4 separate regions of the Mus musculus genome follow, and regions 2, 3 and 4 are each linked to region 1. The links are chromatin contacts, called in public promoter capture Hi-C maps. All regions are on one chromosome and are shown on one strand. The core of a region is the stretch at or near the end of the contact, and the rest is flanking DNA. Distances in the headings are between cores, read along the strand shown. Region 1 holds the start of Pif1 (PIF1 5'-to-3' DNA helicase). Region 2 holds the start of Rpl4 (ribosomal protein L4). Region 3 holds the start of Rps27l (ribosomal protein S27-like). Region 4 holds the start of Aph1b (aph1 homolog B, gamma secretase subunit).

What was found. Promoter capture Hi-C pulls out the DNA fragments that hold promoters and counts their contacts.
Region 2: a promoter capture Hi-C map of pre-B cells shows a contact between it and region 1, with 2.8 times the contacts expected there. The contact joins the promoter of Rpl4 here to the promoter of Pif1 in region 1. A contact is called at or near these places in 2 of 39 promoter capture datasets (erythroid cells and pre-B cells) and 1 of 115 datasets of contacts at active chromatin or transcription factors (embryonic forebrain).
Region 3: a contact with region 1 is called in a promoter capture Hi-C map of pre-B cells, with 5 times the contacts expected there. The contact joins the promoter of Rps27l here to the promoter of Pif1 in region 1. A contact is called at or near these places in 2 of 39 promoter capture datasets (erythroid cells and pre-B cells) and 1 of 115 datasets of contacts at active chromatin or transcription factors (embryonic stem cells).
Region 4: a contact with region 1 is called in a promoter capture Hi-C map of neutrophils, with 2.6 times the contacts expected there. The contact joins the promoter of Aph1b here to the promoter of Pif1 in region 1. A contact is called at or near these places in 6 of 39 promoter capture datasets (the 3T3-L1 cell line, 3T3-L1-derived adipocytes, erythroid cells and 3 more) and 2 of 115 datasets of contacts at active chromatin or transcription factors (astrocytes and embryonic stem cells).

The regions. Positions count from the first base shown.
Region 1 is chr9:65,585,469-65,588,821 of GRCm38.p6, forward strand. Pif1 (PIF1 5'-to-3' DNA helicase) reads left to right here and starts at 1,706. Exons shown (of 12, transcript NM_172453.5): 1 at 1,706-2,926. The coding sequence starts at 2,381.
Region 2 is chr9:64,171,704-64,175,056 of GRCm38.p6, forward strand. It overlaps Rpl4 (ribosomal protein L4), which reads left to right and starts at 1,684. Exons shown (of 10, transcript NM_024212.4): 1 at 1,684-1,730; 2 at 3,121-3,292. The coding sequence starts at 1,728. Zwilch (zwilch kinetochore protein) reads right to left here and starts at 1,228. Exons shown (of 19, transcript NM_026507.4): 1 at 1,115-1,228. The coding sequence starts at 1,188. Gm23344 (a small nucleolar RNA gene) reads left to right here and starts at 3,345; the gene lies at 3,345-3,353.
Region 3 is chr9:66,944,367-66,947,719 of GRCm38.p6, forward strand. Rps27l (ribosomal protein S27-like) reads left to right here and starts at 1,720. Exons shown (of 4, transcript NM_026467.5): 1 at 1,720-1,814; 2 at 2,465-2,573; 3 at 3,221-3,331. The coding sequence starts at 1,809.
Region 4 is chr9:66,793,785-66,797,137 of GRCm38.p6, forward strand. Aph1b (aph1 homolog B, gamma secretase subunit) reads right to left here and starts at 1,639. Exons shown (of 6, transcript NM_177583.4): 1 at 1,469-1,639; 2 at 286-456. The coding sequence starts at 1,581.

The sequences.
Region 1 (3,353 bases), core at 456-2,955:
TGTTCTACAGAGTGAGTTCCAGGACAGCCAGGGCTACACAGAGAAACCCTGTCTCGAAAAAGCCAAAAAAGAAGGAAAGAAAAAAAGAAAGAATTATAAATTTTTATCTCAGTAAATACAGAGTTTTTATGTGATGTTGTGAATAGCTTTTAAATTTTTAATATTTATTTAAACATATATGCATATGCACACACATCTATATGTTCATAGAGTTTTTCCTACATGTTTGAATGTGTGTACCAGAAGGTGTTAGATCTCCTGGAACACAAGGTTGTGAGTCACTGTACTAGCTGAAAACAAATGGTCTTAACCTGTGAGCCATTCCTCCAGTTCCAACGAAAACATTTTCAGGATTAGAGAGATGGCTCAGCAGTAAAGAGCACACATGGGTCTTGCAGAGATCTCCAAGTCCCAGACCCCACGTGGTGGTTCACAAGCATCAGTTTCAGGAGGTTCAACAGGCACACAAGTGGAGCACATGCAGGCAAAACATTCATACACATAAAGTAAAATAATTCTTAACAATTCTTATAATTCTTATTTTGAATATCAAATTTGAGGGCTGTACACTCTGATCCTCAGCGCTGACTGGCCACAGTGGTAGATGCATGGAATTGTAACATTTAGGTGGAGGCAGAAAGATCAGAAACTCAATGTTATGTCCCTGAGAGTAGCAACTTAGAGATATTTGAGGCTAGCCTTGGATATATGATATCTTGGAGGGAAGAGGGGGAGGGGAAAGAAAGAAGAAAGAAAGAAAGAATGAATGAATTTAGTTTGTAGTGGCTATTATTATCTGTAAAATGAGGTGACTGGACCCACCCAGAAGATCCCTTCCAGCTATGTAATTTCAAACTTCAGTGAAGGAAAAATAATAATTAAAAGTAAGTTTTCAAAGCTGGATCTTGTCAAGTGCTTATAGTCACAGCTATTTAGGGAGCTGAAGGAGGATCCCTTAAGGCCAGGAATTTTTAAAACCAGCCTACACGGATTTCTGAGTTCGAGGCCAGCCTGGTCTACAAAGTGAGTTCCAGGACAGCCAAGGCTACACAGAGAAACCCTGTCTCGAAAAACCAAAAAAAAAAAAAAAAAAAAAAAAAAAAGCCTATAAAATGTAACAAGGCCCCAACTGAAAAAGATAAATTCTCGGAGTGGTCAAAGCAACCAGAGGAGTAAGAATTCCCTGAGAACAAGGACTAACTGGCTTCCTTTATAACCACTGGACATCTGTAGTCTCAGCAGGGTAAAAGACAAGGGGGCAGAGAAGGGCAAAGAATTAGGGAACAGGGAAGCGGACTTGGCTGGCCCAGGGAATGACCTGAACAGGAGCCAGTGGTTCGTTCTGTGGGTGGGAACAGGGTCTCCCCAAAGCCAAGCACAGTCATGTGGTGGTGGTAGAATGAGAAAAGCAGACAGCGTAAATTGAAGGGTTCTCAAATCTTTAGAGCCGCCTTGGGTAACAATACGCCACGCGCCACGGAGCCGCAGCCCCATCCCTACCCCACCACGCCCACTCGTGGAACTCTAAAACGCACCCAAGACCAAACACAAAAAGCCTGCTTCTGGTTAACTGTCCTCAGAGAGTTGGAAAGACGAAGAAACGCCGGCCCGTAGACACGCCCCCGCCCCTGTCCCTGATTGGCTAGAGAATTTAAAGACCAGGCCGGTGATAGGGTGGTTTTTCTATTCCTAGTATTTGAATGTTCTTCCTGCTGAAGCTTTCTGCCGGCCGGTTCAGATCAGCTTTTTCATCTGAAAGCAACGAGTCTATCGGATCCTTGAGGTGGGAGGCAAAGAACGCGATTATTTTAGTGATCCTCGCTGGGAGAGGTACAGATTCGTGGGTCAGACGGAGGGACAATGGATTCCTGGGCCTGGAGGTTCCAGACATTCCCTAATCATTTACCCTTTCCAAAGCACTGGAACCACACTGACCCTGATACCTACTAATTGGTTATTGAAGGGGGTGTGCAAGTCTCAGCCTGTTTTCACTTCCAGCCAGTCTCTTTCCCATCGCCCAACGTGTGATTATTGTTCTGCTTCCTGGGTAGAAGTCCCTAACGAGTCCCCTGTTGGCCTGGGTGAGTCTCCTCAACAAGCTTCTTTTCTGAGCAGGAACACCTTTCTAATGTGGACATTGCAGGACAATCGCTCGCGAATCCTAAGTGCATGTGACCCCACCTTCCAGCAGCAGAGGACGTTTCTCCTCGCTCCAGAGTGCTTGGAATATCTTGGTGGCACCTTCTGTTACCAGTGACAACCTGTTGACACTAAGAGGTCTGGACAGGATTTCCCGTCACCGCAGCCATACCACCTATTACATCTCGATTTTCTGTGACTTATGCGCTCCGGTCTCTGCACGCCTGCAGAGGCATTGGAGATGCCTTCTAGCACAGAGGCGGCGACCGATGAATGTGACGATGCGGAGCTCCGGTGCCGGGTAGCCGTGGAGGAGCTGAGTCCTGGAGGGCAACCTCGCAAGCGCCAGGCCCTGCGCGCCGCAGAGCTGAGCCTAGGTCGAAACGAACGACGTGAGTTAATGCTGCGACTGCAGGCACCGGGACCCACGGGGCGGCCACGCTGTTTCCCGCTACGCGCCGTGCGCCTCTTCACCCGCTTCGCTGCGACTGGGCGCAGCACGTTGCGGCTCCCCACCGATGGAGTCCCTGGAGCTGGCTCAGTGCAACTGCTCCTCTCCGACTGTCCCCCGGAGCGCTTGCGCCGCTTCCTGCGCACGCTGCGCCTGAAGCTGGCGGTTGCCCCTGGGCCGGGACCCGCCTCTGCCCGCGCACAGTTGCTCGGCCCGCGGCCCCGAGACTTTGTCACCATCAGTCCAGTGCAGCCAGAGGAACTGCAGCGTGCTGCAGCCACCAAGGCTCCAGATTCTGCGCTGGAAAAGCGGCCAATGGAATCCCAGACTAGTACGGTGAGAACCAAAAAGGGAGTGTGGGCGAGCTATTATTGAGGATCGAAGAAACCCTGGAGGCCCAAGGTTGGGGGAAGATAGTCAGGAGTATTAAGGAGACAGCTGGTGATTTGAAATGCCCATCGTACCTTATTTGAATATGATGGTGAGGTGTAAATCATCCATGCTTACCCACCAGTAAGTCCCAAGATTAGATAAGCTGAGAACAGGAAACTAGGATCCTGGCCACATCCAAAGAAATAGCGGCGGAGGAGACAAGACAAAAACTTAGAGGAAAGAACGGGTATTAAGTCCCAGAAGAGAGGAACTTTGGGAAATAATAGAAAGGGATCAGGGGCAGGCAATCGTCCAATCACCTGAGGAGAAAACCATCAGGTGGATCTGACGGAGCTTTTAGATTCGATCGGGTGTGGTCACCAATCTAAGA
Region 2 (3,353 bases), core at 434-2,933, 1.4 Mb before region 1:
AGTTCAAGGCCAGCCTGGTCTACAGAGTGAGTTCCAGGACAACCAGTGCTACACAGAGAAACCCTGTCTCAAAAAAAAAAAAAACAAAAAAAAACAAACACAACACAACAACAAAAACCCAACCACTAAAACCCACTAGTTTTAGCTGGGCAGTGGTGGCTCCCGCCTTTGACCCCCAGCACTCTGAGGGCTGAGGCGGCCGGATCTCTGAGTTCCAGGCCAGCCTACTCTACAGATTGAGTTCCAAGACAGACAGGGTTACACAGAGACACTATTTTTTTTTTTTTTTTTTTTTTTTTTGATTTTTCGAGACAGGGTTTCTCTGTATAGCTCTGGCTGTCCTGGAACTCACTCTCTAGACCAGGCTGGCCTCGAACTTCGCCTGCCTCTGCCTCCCGAGTGCTGGGATTAAAGGCGTGCGCCACCACGCCGGGCTCTGAAACTATCTTAAAAAACAAAAGCACATTAGTTCTTTTCCTGTAGTAGTGAAAAATTATTACTGCTTTTGTAAACAGGAGGGGCAATAATGGCAGTTAAAAATGATAGCATTTAGAGACTAATGGGCTATACCCAACTAGCAACACCTTGCACCTAGAATTAAAGTTTTTTGTCTTCACATCAGGCCTACGAAATCAAAAATCTCAGAGGCTGAGCCAGTCAATGTATATTTTGGCAACCCTGTGGGTGATTCTGATGTGAGTCGCTGACTTAGATTTTCACACAGGATGTAGAAGTTGACAGAATTTCACTGAGGGAACACAGTGAATTTGTGGCACGGCTCACGCCTCTCATCTCGGCATCAGGAGGCTGCCGAGGAGGGTCGATGCGGATTCTGTCCGTTTCTGAGCTTGAGGCCCGATGACATCTAGCTCTCTGTGTCCCAGGAGCCTCTACTTAGAAGCGTGTACATCAGTCCAATCCGTACACTGCTTTGCCATCTTGCCTCCCTTGGGTAAGCTCGGGTGTTTTCTCCGGAGGCCGGCAGTAGCCTAGGCCTCCGCAGAGCCCTGGCTGCCTCTCACATCCCAGGTCCAGGAAAGCCGGCAGCCAGCTGTGGCAAACACCACCGGCAGGGGAGGGACAAGTACCATCCCATTCCCCAACCACAACTCACTGCCGGAGACGAGCATAAAACTCCTCCGCCGCGCGGTTCATTCGCGACCACATACCGCCGTGGCCTCCGTCCATTGCTAAGAAGTTAAACTGAACTGCGCGCCCAGACAATGACGTCAGAGGCCATGACCCCGCCCCGCCGGAACTACTTCACGCTTTAAGTTCGGTTTGTACTCAACGCTAACACATTGCTTTAATTTAGTAGAGCATCCCCTCAATTTACTATTCCAAAAGTCTCCCATTTCTGTTAGGGGGGAAAAAATGGACTAAAAGAGATGTTATGATGAGGGTGGGCGGGATGAGGAGAAAGATAATTCTCGCGAGAGTTGTGACGAGTTACGAATTATTCCGCGAAAAAGAGTCCCTCCTTTCTAATCACTCTTTTTAACTTTAAAAAAAATGAATACATAATTTTAACACACGTCACGCAATAATATTACCTTTTGAAATTTTTACATGTAGCAGAAAGATAGATCGTGTCTCTAATTTGATTTTGATAAGGGGCAGGATGCGGAAGACGAGTGGAAGGATATATAGAGTACAAGTGACAAGTCTTTCCTTTTCCTGTGGGAGCAGCCGGGTAGAGAGGAGCGTGGCCTTCTCCTCTCCCCGTCATGGTGAGTGGAGGTCTTCTACACTGGGCTTCCCCCTGGTCTGGGGGGCGGCTATAGAGGAGGGCGAAGGTTCAGAACATGGAATCTGCAGAGAGGAGACGAGGGAAAGGAAACCTAGCACCTTTTCTGGCCGGAGCTGAGTTGTGGGCGCTGAGGCAGCCATCTTAGAGGCAACGTGGGCAACAGCGCCAGGTGGATGGTAGAGGAACCTTTGGGATCTTAGCTTTTCTTAGTTCTAAGCTTTGCTTAGTTCTAAGCAGGGTTGCTGGAAGCCGAGCGTTTTGATGCCAGAGACTTGTCAGGGGTTCGAGATCGTCCGATGACAACTCCGCACAGGCCGTGGCGGGTCATGTGCTTTCAGTCCGGAGAAATTGTCTTCAAAGAAAAGGGCTGAAGGATATCTGAATTTATGCTTTCCAGGAAGATTGCCTTCACCTCTTTAAGACAATTTCTGGAAATGCATGTCTTCGTTACTTTATATGATGTAATCTAGACCTTTGAATCTTAAGCGAGTTTTCAGTAGTAATTAGTATATTGTTTTACCACGAATGTTTATCTGTAGATGGATTAAGGTTGTTCTGACCACAGTAATTTGGAGACTGTTAGATTCATCGTTAAACCGACTAGATAGGTTGTCCTATTGTGAGACGACTTAAAGGGGGGTATAGTAGAAGAGATGGTATAGTATCTGGAAGGGCACATGGGAAATAGGTCAGACCTAAGTGCTGGTGGAATCCTCAGTTAAGAGTCTTTCAGAGTATCAAAACGTTTCTGAATTTGAAGGGGTCTGGAACATTGGATAAATGAGCAGGCCAGCTTTGCTGAAGTTGGTGAGGGTAGAATTAATTTAACATGTCCTCATTAAACAGTATCTATGAACAGTTTTTATAATGTTGCTTCCAAGTTTGTTTCTCATTAAAATTGATAGATTTTCAGGTTGTCCTTTTGCTGTAAAACTATTGAAATGATAAACCCAGTGGTGGTTTACTGTGTTGCTTGAATTTGGGGTCTCCTGCAAAGCAATACTTGCCTCAAACTGATTCCACAGATTGGCCTGTATATGGCCTCAAATATTGGGACTTTTACTTCTGTATTTACATATTTGTCTCCAGATATCAAGCTCTTGACATTTAATTATGGGATGAATGTGTCTCCAATGTTGTCAATATAAGTACTCTTGATTATTTTTAAGTGAATCCATTATTATTATTATAACATTATATGGTTTTATTGGCATTGTATTTCCTGTCTCACACAGTTAACACCTGCCTTCCTAGTCCCCAGGGAGTCATATCTGTTTGCAAGTACTAATAATGTGGGCTTTAAAATCTAGGTTTCAAATACAGGAGATGGTACTTCCTCTGTTTTAGTTACTTTTTTTATTCCTTCCAAGGCTTGTGCCCGTCCCCTCATATCGGTGTACTCCGAAAAGGGAGAGTCATCTGGCAAGAATGTCACTTTGCCAGCTGTGTTCAAAGCTCCCATTCGACCAGATATTGTGAACTTCGTTCACACCAACTTGAGGAAAAACAACAGACAGCCCTATGCCGTCAGTGAATTGGCAGGTATGGATTTGCATTCGTCATCATGGTTATATACTTTCCAGGGCTCCTTTGCAGTAAATGA
Region 3 (3,353 bases), core at 470-2,969, 1.4 Mb after region 1:
CTATCTCCAAAAATCAAAACCAAAACAAACACCGCCAACCCCCACCGCCATCCCCACCCCCACCCTATTATGGTGAAGAAACTTCATGGCCAAGGCAACTTCTAGATGGAAAGGTTTATTTAGGTTTATGGTTCCAGAACAGTAAGAATCCATCACCATCATAACACGGATGTGTGGCACCAGGTAGGCATGGCAACGGGAGCAGCAAGCTGAGAGTCACATTTTAAAGGACAAGCGTGAGGCAGAGAGCAAACTGGGAATGTAACTCTTTTAACACCTCAGAGCTGGCTTCTAGGGACATATTTTCTGCAATGAGGCCACACCTCCTAAGCCTCCTAAGCCTAAACCGCACCAACTGGGTCTCAAGTGTTCAAATGGCAGAGACTAGGGCAGGCATCTCATGCAGACTGCAGCCTTAACTGTACTCGTCAAGTAACCACAGACCATGGACATTGAGACATTGGAACTTCTAGGACCATTATTTTCCCCGTACACACATAATAATTTACATAGTTATCTATATCACCATATTTAGTATTGACTTACAGTTTATTCATTTTTGGTGTTCCAGAGATGGCCCCATATGGCTGAAGATGATCTTGAATTTCCAACCCTCCTGCCTAAACCCCAAGTGCTGGATTATAATAAGTGTGCCCCATACCCCTAGATGTATCCAGTGCTGGAAATCAAACTCGGGGTTTCTTACTTACTGGGTGAGCACTCCTCCATGAGGGAATGCGGTGTTTTAATTTTCTTCTGCTTTATGCAAATTGAGTATTATACATCTTTTTTTTTTCCCCAAATTGGTAGGACAGTCTTAGGGTCAAGCTTATAAATGGTGTATGTGTGTGTGTTTAAGCCAGGGGGTCAATATCAGGTTTCTTTCTTAGGTGCCACCTACCACGTTTTCTGAGACAGAGGCATATCAAACACAGCAGCAAATGGGATTTGTTTAAAAAACTATTTCAGAGCAAAGCAAACCGGAGGTGAAGCCTATCCGGTGCAGAACTTCAAGTCTCACTCCTTAGAAGGCACAGACACAAGACTAGAAGTTTGTTTCACAACCCGTCAGTGGGATCTTTCTAGTTAAAAATTATTTATTTAGTGGTGTTAGGGATTTAACCTAAGGCTTCATGAAGGCAAGGCAAGCATGCTATTAGCTGAGCTACACCTCCAACCCCAAAATCAGATTTTTAAATTTAATTATGAGTGTGTGTGTGCGCGCGCGCGCATAGGGAGTGCAGTGCCATAGAGATCAGAAAAGACCTGCAGATCTCCCTGGAGTTGAGTTTGAGGCAGTTTCGAACCGCCCAGCTCGGTTCTGAAAACCAAACCCAGATCGTCTGCGGGAGCAGTACACAGTCTTAACCAACACACACTCTTAAGCGCTGAGCCAGCCCCCTCCCAGGCTCGCCTATGGTGTTTGTAATACAGCGAAGAACAAAGATTATTGTTCCGTGTGTCCCCCTGTCCGCTGCCCCGCACAATGAACAGGGGAGACCAGGCTAGTTGCAGCCTCGGGTCTGGTTTCCCTCTAATGCCTAATGCCCGGGCCTCCGAAGCCCGGCCTGGGTGCAGGGCGGAGTCGGAGTTTAACGCAGAAGCCATTTAAATGTCCCTCATTGGACTTGGCCCGGCGGTCAGGGCGGGAGCCGTACCACTGAGACGGGAGCCTAGAGCGGTCGCCCCCGCCTCCACTCCTCTCCACTCCTCCCCGCCGCCTCTATCCCGGAAGTTGCTGAGGGGCGCTCGAAAGCGAGCAGTTCGTCTCGGCGACCTGGAGCGGCCGCGCTTGCGGAGCCGTCACCATGCCCGTAAGTTTTTGACTTTGGGCTCGGGCTTGCTTTCCTTCAGGCTTTCTGTTAGTCTGGCGCCTCGGCAGGCGGCTAAGCCCGCGGCGTCTCTTGCTCCTGCGGGCCGAGGCATGGCGGGCTTGTTGAGACTTGTCCGGGCGACACGGCGCGGCATGGCGTGGCGGGCCCTGTCCGGGCTCGCGTGAGTGGCCAGCCCGTGGGGTGCAGCTCCCAGCTCACCATGGGCTTCAGGGTCACTAACGGGCCTCGCAGCTTCCGACACGTTCACTCCACCCCGGGCGAGCATGCCGCAGCCCTGTGCTGGCCATTGGATGTGGAGCCCCGGGGCTGAGGTCATCCCGGCCTTGTTCTGATCTGCTGCGCTGCGGCTTCGGGGAGGCCCGAGCCAGACGCTGGTTTTTACTTAGCTTTGATGGCTACCCAGCCAAACGACAAAGGGGTTCTCTCTCCCATATGCTGCCCGAGCGCTGTAAAGTGCCAGGAAAGGACTGGCAACGTGTGGGTGAAAGTGGTCCTATCTTGAAAAGTTAGGGTCTTAAGTACCCCCTCTGCGGAGTGTGCCTGTTGCTCCTGCTTTGCGTTCCTCGTGTGATTCGGGCTGCCACCCGTGTACTGTGACTCCAGTAGTAACAATATGTTTCCTTCCACAGCTGGCTAGAGATCTGTTACACCCTTCCTTGGAGGAGGAGAAGAAAAAACATAAGAAGAAACGGCTGGTTCAGAGCCCAAATTCTTACTTCATGGATGTGAAATGTCCAGGTATAAAATTTCAAATTTCCCTGTCCTAAAGGACGTTTCAGGAAAGATTCACACTTTAATAAGTCAGGATCCACTGTTGACTAGAAATGACATTACAGAATTGTCATAAGGGTCATTTTAAAGAAACATACTCAAACCTTTGTAGAAACATATGGGAGCCAGGTAAAGGATACGTTGACTTAAGTCTTTAACTTAAGATGATCATTAAGATGATGAATTTTCTTTTTTGCAATGCAAATAAAATATATGTTGATTCTTCATTCTCAAACTGCTGTCTGATGTGTTTGCTATACCATATGTGTCTGTTTAGTACTTAACATGTGGAAATGGAAACAGAATTTAAGAGTAAAACACTACACTGAAGCTATAACTTGAAACAGATGACATGTCTGTTACATGCTGAAATGTTAACGGTTCTGGAATACTAAATTTAATGTTTCACCTTAAAAAAAACAAGTGACTTCTAGAATAATTATTGTTTACAGAATTTACAGGAAATTCTGTTAAACTTAAGTTCTGTTAAAACATCACTTAATATATAAATGACAAGTACTTTACATGCTATCAAGAAAAATGAAGAGCTGGGGCTGTGTTTTCATCTGCTTTTCAAGTTTTTAATGTATGGTTCCCCTTCCTTCCCTTTCTAGGTTGCTACAAGATTACTACAGTTTTCAGCCATGCACAGACTGTGGTTCTTTGTGTGGGTTGTTCAACTGTGTTGTGCCAGCCCACAGGAGGAAAAGCCAGGCTCACAGAAGGTATGGCTTTTTTTTTTTTTTT
Region 4 (3,353 bases), core at 389-2,888, 1.2 Mb after region 1:
GTTCATTCATATCTTGCCTGTTTCCTCTCATTATAAATTCTACCAGGCCAGAGCTTCTGTCTCTTAACCCACCTTTGTACCTCAGCTTCTACAAAGTGTCTGGCATTGGGAAATTTTTGAAGAAACACTTTTGGGAAGAATGAAGAGAGAAAGATAAGGAGGAGCAGGAGGGCAGGCAAACCGGATTGTAAATTTAAATATTCAATATTTTCAGGCTAAAATTGTAGCAATCACTAAATCGTAATTCAAGTCTAACTGGGAAAATAAAACAAACACTTAACTTACTTTAACAGCTTATAATATGCGAGCCTGAACAGCTCTTGGATACAGACAGAGAGCAACACTCCGAAGATGAGCAGGTAATTCTGTACTGGTCCATCTCTGTTGTCAGTAATGACTCTCACTAGGAACCAAAAAACGGATGACAGCAGGAGAGACACCAACCAGAAGAAAGCACTGGAACGTAGAAGGAAAAAAAAAATCACAAGTTAACAGAAGCACAGGCTTAATAATGACTTTAAATCAAACCTGCTTGAGCTACAAATCATTTTTAGTAAACAATCCTCACAAAGTGATGTTTTAGATCAGAATTTTTTTTTTCTCCTAGTGAGACAAATAGTCCAAGAGGAACGTCAGATGTGCTTAACAAGAACGATTCAGTGACCCTGTCGCGTGCACGCTAGGGCACTATCTGTCAAGGACTAAGAGGCACTTGGTTGCTGACTATTTTTCCTAAGAGATGCTTTGTGTGCTATAGAAATATACAACCAGTGACAGTTGCAAATTTCATATCCTCAAAATTCACCAGAAAATATAAGTTTAATGGTTAGATATTGTCAAGTGTCTTTTTCTAAAAGAAAATGAATACCTAACGCCTGCATTAATATAATGGAAAGTTCAGAAGCTGCAAACTTCGGGCAGGTGCAGCGAGACCAAGACCACGTTCACCAGCAGAGTTCCGGTATTTACCAAGCTCCCAGGAGGACATGCCGCCTGGTCAGTTGTTACTGTGTTTTCTCGAACTTTCCTCCTTGACTGCACCCAAACCATTACCCAGGAGTCTACAAAGAAAATCTGAGCCTGAATAGTCTGCACAGACATTCTGAGTCCGAGGATTGATGTGAGGGTGGGGGGCAGGGAATAAACATCTGATCTCCAGGTGACTTTAATGGCAGAGAGTAGTGATAACGACTCTTCGATGCTGCTCAGCACTGAGGGAAATGAGAGATTCCTACAGAAAGACAAAGGCTTCATGCAGGAATCTATCTGCTTGTTCCCACACTCAGCCAACAGAAGCCAAGGGGCGCCTGCTTAGCCTACGGGCCTGCTCTTCTCAGACCCTCCCAGGAACAGTTCCAGCCCTGGACCGCACCACAAGCTGGAGCCCCTGGGAGATGGGGATCCCGGGGTCGTGGGAACCCAGGAGAGGGAGGGAACCCGCGGCGTCCGGGACACAGCGCAGCCTCACCCGGCGATGAGGAAGATGACTCGCAAAGGGTCGGTGGCGATGGTGAAGACATAAAGAGCGAGCGCGGGCCCGAAGGCGATGAAGGCGCAACCAAAGAACACCGCAGCCGTCATGACGACCTCGGGAGCCAGTCGCGGGGGCCCGAGGGCCCTGCAGTGCCCAATGGACAGCGGGTCCTGGATACGGGGCGGGGCTGGGTGGCGAGGCTCCGGTGCTCCGTCAGAGCAGTGGACGAGGCGGAGCCCGTGAGGCGGGGTCTGGAGATGCCGAGGGCGGGACGGGGCTCGAGAGGCGGAGCCTTCGGTGCCCTAGTCAAAGAGGCAACAGGAGGGAGCTTCGGGAGGCCAGGCCTGGAAGAGTTCCATAGCCTATCAGAGTGGACGGCAGAGCGAGGGTTGGCATGCAGGACCTCGAGGTCCTCTAGTCACACGGGACAAGGCAGGGTTCGGGAGTTGGGGCCTGAGCTGCTCCTTGGCCTGTAAAAGCGGGTTGCTGGGCGGAGCTCGGCAGGGGACTCGAGGTGCTCCGAGGGCAGAGGAGGGGCGTGGCTTCGGAGCACAGATCCTGTCAGAACAGGGAACGGAGGTCGGAAGGCGGAGAGCCTGGAGGAGTCCCACGCCCAGTCAAACCGGAGCCAGGTCGGAGCCTGGGAGGCGGGGCTTTGAGTCGCTCCCAGACCTGTCAGCGCCTGCAGAGCGAGCTCAGAGCGCCGCCCTACTCCAGCCAGAGCAAGCTCAGAGTGCCGCCCTACTCCAGCCAAAGCGAGCCGAAGTTCTGGAGACCTGGTAATGTAGTGGGCGGGGCTCCGAGGTGTTATAAGTGTAGTCAGAGTCAGCCGCTCCAGACATTAGGCCTAGGGTTTGTCCCTGCTCAGTTACTGATGGAGTTTTGTTCATCACCTTGAGCCCCACTGTTCCTAGGCTTAGCTTTTATACCTGGATTACATGCTGATGGAGAAAGAATATAGAGGTGAAAGCTGTAATACTTGACATATATATTACAAAACCTGATGCATAGAGAAATGCCAGAATCCATGTAAAAAACACATAGAATTCTTCCCACCCAGAGAGCAGCCTTTCCCGGTCACATATCAGTAGGGCTATGAAGGGTTATGCCAGATGAAGAGGTTTCTGGTCATCACAAACCAGAGAAAATTCCAGAGCAACCAGCAGAATCTTCATCTTCCTAGTTCTTGTCTTCCCTCATCTCCAGAAGTTAGAAGTGGGTCAGTTGTTAGAAATAAACTGACTTGACTTCACTCTTTAATTAGGTTCACTCTAATAAGGTTCTTTTAGCCCGATGAGTGGAAAACTAATTATTGTTCTTTAAGAGACCTTGGTGAAATGTTTACGGTCCTAGGTGTTAGGGATAGTGTGTTTGATCTTGTGTCATTTATGAGTGGGTTTGCTTTTAAATGAAGCTTAGGTTGAACTGGATGAACCTAGTACATAGACGGGCAGAGTCCACATGCAGCATTGCTAGGACAACAACATTTTTCTATTCTCCTATGCCTTGTTCCTATCTACTTATTAACACCAAGTATGCTGAAGTTACTTTTATTAATATAATATTTTCAATAATTTGAACATATATACAATGTATTTTGGTCATATTTATCCTCTTTCCAGATTCACCTCCATCCCCTACCTGCTCCCAACTTCATGTGTTCTTTTTTTTCTCTTAAATTACACACTGAGTCTGAGTCTAATTTGTATTGCTCATGTACGTCTGGCTGTAGGGACATCCATTAGAGTGTGGTCTACCTCCCAGAAGCCATGCCCTCGAGGAAAGCTGACTCTCTCTGAAAAGCCAAGCTGTCAATCGCTTCCCAGTCAGTGTTTGCATCTTATGAACTTCTTCCTACTCTGCGCTAGAATATTGACGA